Regions from separate parts of the Mus musculus genome. Here region 2 is linked to region 1. A link is a contact called in public HiChIP or PLAC-seq data. All regions are on one chromosome and are shown on one strand. The core of a region is the stretch at or near the end of the contact, and the rest is flanking DNA. Distances in the headings are between cores, read along the strand shown. Region 1 overlaps Tgfbr3 (transforming growth factor, beta receptor III). Region 2 overlaps Brdt (bromodomain, testis-specific).

What was found. HiChIP or PLAC-seq counts read pairs in DNA pulled down with a chosen protein or histone mark.
Region 2: a contact with region 1 is called in an H3K27ac HiChIP or PLAC-seq map of regulatory T cell precursor, with 4 times the contacts expected there. The contact joins two enhancer-like sites. A contact is called at or near these places in 1 of 115 datasets of contacts at active chromatin or transcription factors (regulatory T cell precursor) and 1 of 9 other capture datasets (adipose tissue).

What each region holds. Positions count from the first base shown.
Region 1 is chr5:107,146,888-107,152,102 of GRCm38.p6, reverse strand. It overlaps Tgfbr3 (transforming growth factor, beta receptor III), which reads left to right. Exons shown (of 17, transcript NM_011578.4): 6 at 2,145-2,313; 7 at 3,930-4,077. Among named protein-coding and RNA genes, the nearest start is that of Gm42146, 55 kb to the right of the region's middle. Within about 2 kb of position 3,767, at least 54 of the 459 cell types and tissues checked have an H3K27ac peak or open chromatin away from gene starts, as enhancers often do. A contact at or near this core is called in regulatory T cell precursor, where this site is marked.
Region 2 is chr5:107,348,682-107,354,329 of GRCm38.p6, reverse strand. Brdt (bromodomain, testis-specific) reads right to left here. Exons shown (of 19, transcript NM_054054.2): 7 at 3,904-4,254. Among named protein-coding and RNA genes, the nearest start is that of Brdt, 20 kb to the right of the region's middle. Within about 2 kb of position 1,424, at least 11 of the 459 cell types and tissues checked have an H3K27ac peak or open chromatin away from gene starts, as enhancers often do. A contact at or near this core is called in regulatory T cell precursor, where this site is marked.

The sequences.
Region 1 (5,215 bases), core at 2,518-5,017:
TGCCTGTGGTTCCCTTTCTACTTGGCACTTGGTATAAGTTTTTACACCAACCATGTGGAAAGGCACTTGAGCTGAGAGACTCCGTGCCATAAAATGTGATCAGCTCCTTCAGCTTGGTTGCAGTGGCATGTGGGACTGGAACCCTTAATAATCACAGCTTTTAGACAGTTAAACTTTCCCGAGCAGCTCACCAACCTGGGGAAATCTTTGTCTATTTGTCTCAAATTTTACATCGTCGTTAGTGGACTCAAGAAGCCTATACGGTGTGTCTATTATGTGCCAGCTGCATGCTGGGTGCACCTGGGTAGGAACTGCAAGCCACAGTCCCAGGAGGGTCCTAGTCTCTTGAGTCTTCTGGCCCATATACATCTCCTGATTCTCAATTAGATTTCAGCCCTGCAGCCTGATATCATTTTCTGTCTTGTGAACTGGGTGGGGGTTGGGGGAGGCATCACAGGGCTGCAGCTGTGAAGTACACATTCTTCATCTGCACATCTGGAAAAGCCCTTAGCAGATGTGGAGGAGGGCCGCTCCAAAGCCTGAATTGTTAAGCTGTGGGCTGTTTCCTTGGAGGAGGTTTGCAAAAAAGAATGCAGGGTGCTTGAGCCAATGCTCTCTTGCAGCAATCACACAAGCAGGGGCCATATTAACTACTGTAGTGCCGCCTGCTCTGAGGTGCTCTGGGGATATTGCAGTGGTTGGAGCTGCGGTGCCAGAGTGTGAGTTGTGCAGGGTTGGGGAGGGCAGTGTCAGCCCAGCCTTAGAATCTTAAAAGCTCATCCCCTGTTTTTAGGTGAGGCTTCCATGTGGAGGTGAACCCCCAGCACCCCGTCGTTAAAATTTAAAAGACACAAGCCTGTCTCACCAAAATGCCAGGTCTGGTTCATTCCCCTTCTGAAAATCTGGCTTCCCCTAAAACTTCCTGGACACCGGTCCCAGTTGTCACTGTGCCAGCAACTTCACTCGGGTTCTGCTTAAACATTTAAGCCACAAGATGGAAATCCCATCAGGTGTAGTGCTCTGTAAACAGCATGTGTCACGGGGGAGTGTCTTCAGAGTCTTGGGGCTGGGATATCTTTTCCCTTGTGGAAGTGGTGAGCAGTCCTCAGGCAGTGGTATTTATAAAAGCACCGTGAAAGTGGGAAAAAGATCTGCGGGCCAGAGAACCAATAGCTACTTGTATCAAAGCTGCAAGTGCCCAAGGAGAAGCCTATAGGATTAAAAATGGATTCAATGTTGCCAGTGCTCATGAAAATACTGGCTAGGTCGGGACCTTCTGGTAGACAGATGACAGTCTTAAGTCTGCAGCCCAGGGGAGGAGCTGTGGTCTAGGCGCACAGGAGTGAGTGAGGTTATCTATAGAAAATAGACAAAGGGAGGATTGAGATTCTGAGTCTTGATTATTTAGCCTAACATAGGTTTCCAGCTGCATACATTTCCCTGTATATGCCATGATGTCATTTTTTTTTCTCATAGCTGTATATCTTTGTTGCTGTTTTGTTTTTTGAGATAAGGTCTGTAGTCCAGGCTGCCCTCAGACTTGCTATGTAGCTAAGGATGCTTGTAAATTTCTAATTTTCCTCGCTTCCACCTCCTGAGTGCTGAGATTACAGGTGTACGCTGCAGAACCTTTTACACGATACTGAATATGGACCCCAGGGCATATTGCACGCTAGGCAAACATGTTACCAACGGATCTACACTCCCCAGCTCAGGGCTGGGAGTCTTGGGCTTGGCTGACATTAACTACAGAGCCTCAGAAAGGAAAGATGTCCGTGTCCCACATGATCCCCTGAATCAGATTCTGAGGGACAGAGTCCTAAGAGGTGGTTCTGTCCTGGATCAAAGACAGAGGACCACTCTAGTGAAAAAGAGTAGGACACAGCAGGGGTCAGAGGAGATGAACAGGGGCAAGAAAGGAGTGGGTGTAGGCAAAGAAGAAGCCACTAGCACTGGCCAGCAGAAGGCCCCTGGTAGCCAAGGTAGAAGGCATGGCTGAGCAGTAGCCGAGGCCACAGATGAGGACCCTTTGGGCTCGTGGCTTCTGGTTCAGACTTAGCCTCGGTCACACTACCACCTCTTTCCTTCCCTCCTGGTCCCATAAACTCCCCGATTTGACCCCAGTGCCCTGTCTTTACTTTCAGATCAAGTGTTCCCTCCCACGTGTAACATAGGGAAAAATTTTCTCTCGCTCAATTACCTTGCGGAGTACCTTCAACCCAAAGCCGCCGAAGGTTGTGTCCTGGCCAGTCAGCCCCACGAGAAGGAAGTGCATATCATTGAGTTAATCTCCCCCAACTCCAATCCTTACAGGTGAGCACGCCTGTGCACTCAAGTGCACCCATGTCTGCATGTATGTACATGTGTGTGTGCGTATGTGTGTGTTATAACCTGAGAAGAGATGAAAGTAAAGATCTGTTCTCCCCTGATATGAGGGTGAGAGCGGGGAGCAGCTCACTTTATTTGGAGAGAGGGAAGCAGCCATGCTTCAGGCAGGCGTGGATCACAGAAGAGGAGGACGGCACTCAGCATGGTGACGTGGTTTGCATTATCACCTGGTTGTAAAGATATATATGCCAGAGAGTTCTTGAAGCCCCTTCTTAACTTCTGGGTTTAATTTTTAAGATAATGGTTCTCCTTTGCTATCTCCTTTGACGGACATCATCACTGTTGAAACAGTGATGTAATTAGAGTTACAGAGTAGCCTTATTATCTACCACAGTTACCATTTTAATATGCCTCTTTTGATTCGGTTATATGTATAATATCCTCAGAGTACGTATGCACCGTGTGTCTGTGTGTCTGTGTGTCTATGTGTCTGTGTGTGTCTGTGTCTATGTCTATGTGCGTGTGTACTGCATCTTCATGGTATGAATCAAGGATCCATTAAATAGATATCACAATCTGACACTTGTGGAAGTTTGATTCTCCCTATGAAAATAATTAGATTTTGTTGTTGTTTTTAAGGAGGGGAAAAATAATAATTTTCTACCCTGACCTGTATTTCATATGGGCCAGTGACTCAAACTTTACCAGTTTTTCTGTAGAGAGATTTTTGAAATGAGACGTGTAATAGAGTTTTCATTTCAAAATTGAATAGACCACAGATCGTTTGGGTGAGAATCTGTTCCATGCCATGTACAGAACTCTGTGGAGGGACCTGGAGAGTGCGCAGACCTTCAGCCAGGCTTTCTGATCATTGTGTCTCACACTTGAAACCACGACAGACCCTTCCCTCAAATTCGGAACGTTTAGTAAAGCGTTCATTTAGTAAAAACCATTTTCTCTCATGCTCAGTTCTTAGAAGTTTGTATTGTGCTCATCAATTTTGTATCAATTGCTTGCTTGACCACTAATTTAAATAACTTTATATACAGAAGCTTGGGAAAGTAAGTGCAGATATGATTATTTAACTGTTACTGATGCCGTAATCAAAACTTACGTAAGTCAAGAGGCCTTTGGCCTTTTATTTATTCTGACATTTCCTGGAGCATGTGCTAGCATGCCTCCTACCCCTTCCCTCCTCCAGCCTCAGCCACCCACATCAGGCTTTGAAGGGCTTCAGCATATAGGGACTTAGAAGTTCCACAACAAAGGGCGAAGGCACAGAACCTTGAACACAGACAATTCTGCTTCAGAAGGAAACTCCCTTGGTGTTCAAATCCCTTTAACTGAGGAAGCATTGAGGAGCCTTCCTCCCTCCCCCTCTCTAGAGGAGAAACACAGCTAATTAGCATCAGGCCTGCGATCCTATTGTTATGTAAACCCGTTTTGTTCAGCGTGCAACAGCAATCTGTTTTGCACATGTCATTTGCCTGGGATCCACGCCAGCATTTTAATCAACTGGCCAGACACTGGAAACACGAGGCTTGGAGCAGTGGCAGCCTTCTGGCTCCGGTCTTGACTTTGCCTTTGGTTTTCACACACAGCACCTTCCAGGTGGATATAATAATTGACATACGACCTGCTCGAGAGGATCCTGAGGTGGTCAAAAACCTCGTCCTGATCTTGAAGTGCAAAAAATCTGTCAACTGGGTGATCAAGTCTTTTGACGTCAAGGGAAACTTGAAAGTTATTGTAAGTTGGTTGCTCATTTCTTGGTCTTGTTAAACAGCAATAACTTAAACTGTGGTTGTGTGTGTTATTTTTGCAAAGGTTCTGCCTCTTTGAACTTTCTAAGCTCTCTGTTAGTTTTCACTCTGCAGCCTATACTTGGTTTCTTCTGCTGGACAGTCAATGTCATGGCTAAAACATGGCCCTAGGGAACATTGTGGACTTGGGTTTGAGTCTTGGCTCTATTACTTAAAAATTATGGCCTTGGACAAGTTCTTAAAGCTCTCTGAACTCCAGTTACCTCATTATGAAAGTTCTGACATGAGTTAGTGTACTTTCTAGTCTTAGTAAACATGAAGCAATGAACATTTTCATGTCTGCATATTCTTTAGGGGGTCAGTGTCACAGTCTGGAACCAGGTGCATAGGGAGGAAGGAAAACCAAGCTGACCCCAGCCCATGCTGTAGACTTCCCTGTTGAGATAAATATGTGATGTTGGGTGAATCTGGCTTGCATCCAACTTCCAGGAGTAATACTCTGACAGAAAAGTAACTCTGGGCTCTGTGTGTATATGGAGGGGGTGGGGAGTGAGGGTGGCATGGGATGGGATGGGATGGGATGGGATGGGATGGGATGGGATGGGATGGGGGTTGGTACTCACTCAGTAAATGACTTTATCCTGCAAGCTGTAATCCCAGGGCTGGAGTGTGGAAGACAAAAGAACCCTGTGAGCTCAGTTGCTGTCCATTCAGCCTAGCTGGCTTGGTGAGCTCCTGGTTCAGTGAGAGAAGCAGATAAAGATTCAAGAAAACACCTGATGTTGACTTCCCACCTCCACAAACACATATGTGCACCCTGCTCACACACATGTATATGCACTACACATGATCCTTTCATGGTAACCAGCTTACCTCTAACATAGCTTCCCAAAGCTTCTGTGAGGGGCCTTGCAGGCTGACAGGCTAAGGCAAAGGTTCATGTTGAAAAGTTGATGAAAGTTTGGTAAAACCAAGCTCATCTCAGATATAATTAGGGGGAAAAAACAACCCGATTTGGCATAATATTGGAGCAAAGTGTGGTGTGTGTGTGTGTGTGTGTGTGTGAGAGAGAGAGAGAGAGAGAGAGAGAGAGATCTCCTTGGCATCTCTTTTGTAAGAGTCAA
Region 2 (5,648 bases), core at 175-2,674, 200 kb before region 1:
GAGGGTCAGGTTTCCCTGCTTGTAGATTACATGACTCTGTACTTAGAAAACCCTGAAGACTCCATTAGAAAACCTTCAAGGCTGACAAACACCTGCAAGCAAAGCAGCGGTACACAGAAGCAGCATAAGAAAGCAGCTGCTTTTCTAGCACATCGGTAATGCAGAAGGAAATCCTGTGTGTGTGTGTGTGTGTGTGTGTGTGTGTGTGTGTGTGTGTGAAATCCCACTTCAAAACAACCATACAAAGCATTCTGATAAAAGTATTCCAACAGCTCAGTAAATGAAAAACAAGAATTGATAAGTTGTATTGTGTAGTATTAAAAAGCTCTATGTAGCAAAAAGAAACCATCAGCAGAATAAAGAGATAGCCTATGGAATGGAGGAAAAGTCTTGGCCAACCGTACACTAGACAACAAGAAGAGGATTAGTGCTAGAAACTATATAGTCTTGCCACATATGTATACACATACAAAACAAAACCCATCATTTAAAATAGAGACACTAGTGAATTTAATAGGCAGTTCTTAAAGGAAGAAAAACAAACAGCCAATAGATAGTTAAAAGTGTTCAATATCCTTATCTATCTTAGGAAGTAAAAATAAAAACGACATTGATTTTCTATTTTACTGCAGTCAGAGTGGCTAATATCAAGAGGGGGGAAAACAGCACATACTGGGGAAGACACAGGAAAGATACTCTTACACATTGCTGGTCAGAATGCAAATCTGTATAGGCTCTCTGGAAATCAGTATGGAGTGTCCTTTAAAGATGCAAAAGAGAGGGACTGATGAGATGGCTCAGTGGTTAAGAGCACCAACTGCTCTTCTGAAAGTCCTGAGTTTAAATCCCAGCAACCACATGGTGGCTCACAACCATCTGTAATGAGATCTGGAGCCCTCTTCTGGAGTGTCTGAAGACAGCTACAGTGTACTTACATATAATAAATAAATTTTTTAAAAAAGATGCAAAAGAGAACTGCCACACATGGTCCAGCATGTAAGTCCACAAAGGGCTCTCAATCAGCATAGCAAAGACACCTGCACGTTCATGATCACTGCTATTTCTGTGCATGACAGACATGATGTAAAACAGCCGAGAGGCTCATCAGCAGATGACTAATGAAAATGTGGTGCACACACAGGGAATTTTATTCAGCTCTGAAGAGGAAGGAAACAGAGAACTGAAATAAGACAGACTTGAAAAGACAAATATGTTTTCTCTTATATGTGGAATCTAGATTTAAATTTTTGCACATATATGTATATACATATGCAGTATGTACATATATGTAAAGATATATGTACAGTATGAAAGTAGAAAGAGCAGTAAAGAGAGGATGCAGAAAGGGAACAACAGAAGGCAATAGAACATATGTTGCGAAAGGAAAGAGGGCCCTATTTATGGGGATATAAAGGGGGTGAGCCAAGCAGCAGGAGTCATGGGGGTGGCAGACAAGAACAAAGTGTAGTGATGTATATGTATGGAAACATCATGGCCAGCATGATGTGCATGCCTGTGAGCCTAGCTCTGGGGAGGTGCAAGCAGGAAGATCAGGAGTAAAGGGCATCCTCAGGTACACAGGAAGTGTGAGGCCAGCCTGGGCTGTGTGAGACAAGGTCTCAACCAACAAATGAACAAAGGGAAAGAAAGGAAAGAGAGTCACAGGAACCCACTTCTTTGTGTGCTAACCAGAAGCAAGTAAATGGGAGGGAGGGGGAAGGGAGGGGGAGGGAGGGAGGGAGGGAGATCACTATGTATATCTTTTTAAAACAAATATCAAACATTGTTCTATATTTATCAAATTTTACACTTACAAAAGAAATCAATGAGCATTTACACGTAAAGAGATTGAAGGAGGCACTGTGGGAAAAATAGACAGGAAAGTGTTTTCAGACTGTCTTGACATGGAAATTCTACAGTAAGAAAGTAATGAAAAGATTTTAAAAGCATAAGGGTAACAGGGGTGTGAGTTACAATCCACAGACCAACAGCAGGTGAATTACAGGAGGCTCACTTTAAACAAATGCAAGGTCAGTGATCCCAGCCAGCATCCACCAGTGACCCCAGCATTCACCAGCCATGGATCATGAGCCAGGGGATCATGCGCCAGGCTGGGGCAGAAATGCAAAACTAAGATGATGCAGGATGGAGCCATCATTTTGTTTTGTTTTTATTTGAAACAGGACTTCTATGGAATTTACTGTGTAGACCAGGATGGCCTTGAACTCAGAGATACACCCTGTGTTTGCCTCCTGAGTGCTACAACTGAAGGTGCACTACCATGACTGGTTAGTTTTCTTTTCTTTTGATATATCTATATCTGTATCTATATCTATATGTATATCTATCTATCTATCTATCTATCTATCTATCTTAGAGAGATCTTCCTTGCATGTATGTTGGTGTACCACGTGCATGCCTATGCCTGTATCCAAAGAGGCCAGACAAGGGGATGGGTCTTTTGAAACTTTCCAGGAAAGACAGCTGTAAGCCACTGTGTGGATGCTGGGAACTGAACCCAGGTCCCCTGTAAGAGCAGGCCATGCTTTTAAGCACTGAGGCATCAATCTGTCTCAAGAATGTAATTTCTACCAGCTACATCAATGGCAATTAAGAATGATTTCAGAGCTGAATTATAGTCGACATCTTCCTGTTTCAGGAACCATCTAACAGCTTTGTAACTGGTGTGTACCCAGCTCCCAGACAAAACACCACAAATCCTCAGTTAAGGCTGAGACGCTCATGCTTCTCTGCAGCAGCTTTATTCAGACGTGACCTCCTTCCCATCTTACCTTCCTCTGGGTTTCCCTCACATCCTTCCTAGGTTCTAAATACTAAGATACTGTTCTGAATTGTTTTCTTTACCTCATGGCTATTCCACAAGTTACTTTCTCTTCTTGAAATATATATACAGTAACTACAGACTCTTATTTACCTCTTAACATATGGCTATTTCAGATCATAGTCTGTTTCTCTCTCTCTCTCTCTCTCTCTCTCTCTCTCTCTCTCTCTCTCTCTGTGTGTGTGTGTGTGTGTGTGTGTGTGTGTAGTCCTGGCTATCCTGGAAGTCGCTCTGTAGACCAGGCTGGCTGCAAATTCAAGAGACCTGCCTGCCTCTGCCTTCCACGTGTTGGGATTGAAGGCACCATCACTGCCTGGCCTGATACTACTCTTTAACCTTTGGGTCTGAGTTTGCATGTATCAAGAAATAAAACAGTACTATTTAAGATATAACAATTAAAAACTTAGGACATAGATCCTCAGACTGAAAGGGTTAACTTCCAGTACAAGATGGATATAAATCAAATACTGAGCTAGAGAGAGGAAGACAAATTATGGTACAAAGGAATGACAAGTTGCTTGACAGCAAATAGAGGCTGGAACGTCATCCAAGTGTTGACAGAAAATGACTGTTTTTTTGAATCCTATATTCACTTTAAGAATCATTTAAGATACTTCTATATATAAACTGAGTTTACTATCTATAAATCCATAAAAATGACCACTGCTTTTGAATTTTAACTAACAGAATAAGCTTAGAGGGAGACAGCAGAATAAAAGAAATGAGGGCAAACACAAAGTTTAGTAGCATGTTAACAAACTTTACTATATTGATAAAAATAATGAAACAAAACTGTGCTTTAAGAGAGCCAGGGCCGAGGAGATGCTGTGTAAGACTGAGGACCCTGGTTCAATCTCCACTAGCCTGTAAGATGGATATGTTACAGGAAAAACAACAAGATGTATTTAAAACGTCCCAACGGTCCTCTTCAGGTGTTAGTATTCTGGTGATGTAATTTTCTTCACAATTTCCTGGACATTAGATCAATTTCTTTGCAATGATGAAATACTTTTACAATCAAGACAAGAAAAGAAAGCTCTTCCCACTCAGGCAGTATTTACCTTGATCGTTCCGAGATCCATGGGATTTTTGACAACGTCATAGTAGTTGTGGAGTCCCAAAGCATCAGCATCCACAGGATTATAGAAGGGCCATGCATACGGCAAATGTTTCTTGGCAAGCATTTCTTTAAGAATCTCGCTGCAGTGCTTTAATTGCTCCGTTACTTTGACTGTTTTTAAAACTTTGTGTTGTTGCTGAGAGTCTGGCAAAACGTTCTTTACTGTATTTTCTTTTACTGGCATGTTCACTGGCTTTGTTTCTCTAAGTGTCGGAGGAGATTCGCTACTTGCTTTAGCTATGGAAGTGGTAGGAGTTGTTGTGTCTGCTCGCCTCTTCACACCCTTTGTAATCTAAAGAACAGTTCAACAAAAAGCACACTTAAGGAGGCACCGTCCATGAATTAAACAAAAGAAACAATTACCAACACCAAGTTTTATGAGAGGATTTTTACCACACATGTATTAAATATTAGATGATTCCTCTTTTACAGAGAGAACAAATAGCTTTGATGTTCCCTTCCCACAGCCCCCCAAAAATCTTGTACAAATCTTAAAGACAAATGAAGGATGGAAAATCAAAGTCATGTTTATACCAATTATGTTTCTGAGAAGATGGAATTAGCTGGGATATATGCTTTTAAAGTGCAAACTATAGATGCCAGGTGTGGTGGCATGGCCCATAATGTTACAAAACAAAGAAACTATTGTCATTACTACATTAAAAGAAAAAACCTCCAATGTAACTATGGACACTTGTTTTGTTTTGTTTTACTCTGTAGCCCAGGCTGCTCTCAAATGTATTCCAGACTGTTCTCCAAGTAGTGATCCCCCCTGCCATAGCTTTTTGAGTGTTAGCACTACAGGACTATACCTCCAAACCTGGATTAAAATGGACAGCTTTTGATAGAAATACCATTTGAGCCAGGCAGTGGTGGCACATGCCTTTAATCCCAACACTTGGGAGGCAGAGGCAGGAGGATTTCTGAGTTTGAGGCCATCCTGGTCTACAGAGTAAGTTCCAGGACAGCCAAAGCTACACAGAAAAACCCTGTCTCCAGGGAAAAAAAAAAAAGAAAGAAAGAAAGAAAGAAAAAGAAAAGAGAAAGAGAAAGAAAGAAAGAAAAAGAAATACTATTTGAGATAGTAAAATAGTCCAAATTCTACTTAAGAAATCTCTAATATTTGCTTAATACTCTAGGTCGTTATCCATGAAGAAAATAGATGGGCAGACATGGCATCTAGCACCTACAACAGGCTCCCAACCCCCTGTAACTGCCACTTTAAGGGATTTTGTGCCCTCTTCTTCCACCAAGTGACCTTACACATGTGGCATACATACAGACACACATTCACAAACACGTATGTGCACAAAAAGGAAAAATACAAAATATTTTATAAATGACTCCATGCTGACAAATAATTCTCATGTCAATTTTTAAAAGTATAAACATTTTAGAAGTAAAACAAGTTTAAAGGCACAGCGAAGCTAAACAGTTCACAATGCTTGCTGTGCATACAGAAAGGCCTGACTTTACGCCCAGCACTCATGTCAAAACCAGGCACGGCCACACCTGTAGTTCCAGTACTGTGAGGGAAGGAGCTGGAGGATTTCTGCGACTGGCTGGCTGCCAGCCTAGCTCCAGATTCAGTGGGAGACCCTGTCTCTAAGAAAAAGGGCGGAAACTCTGCATGGGCATGAATAGGCTTACACACCTGCACACTTGTGCACTCGTGCTAGTGCGCAT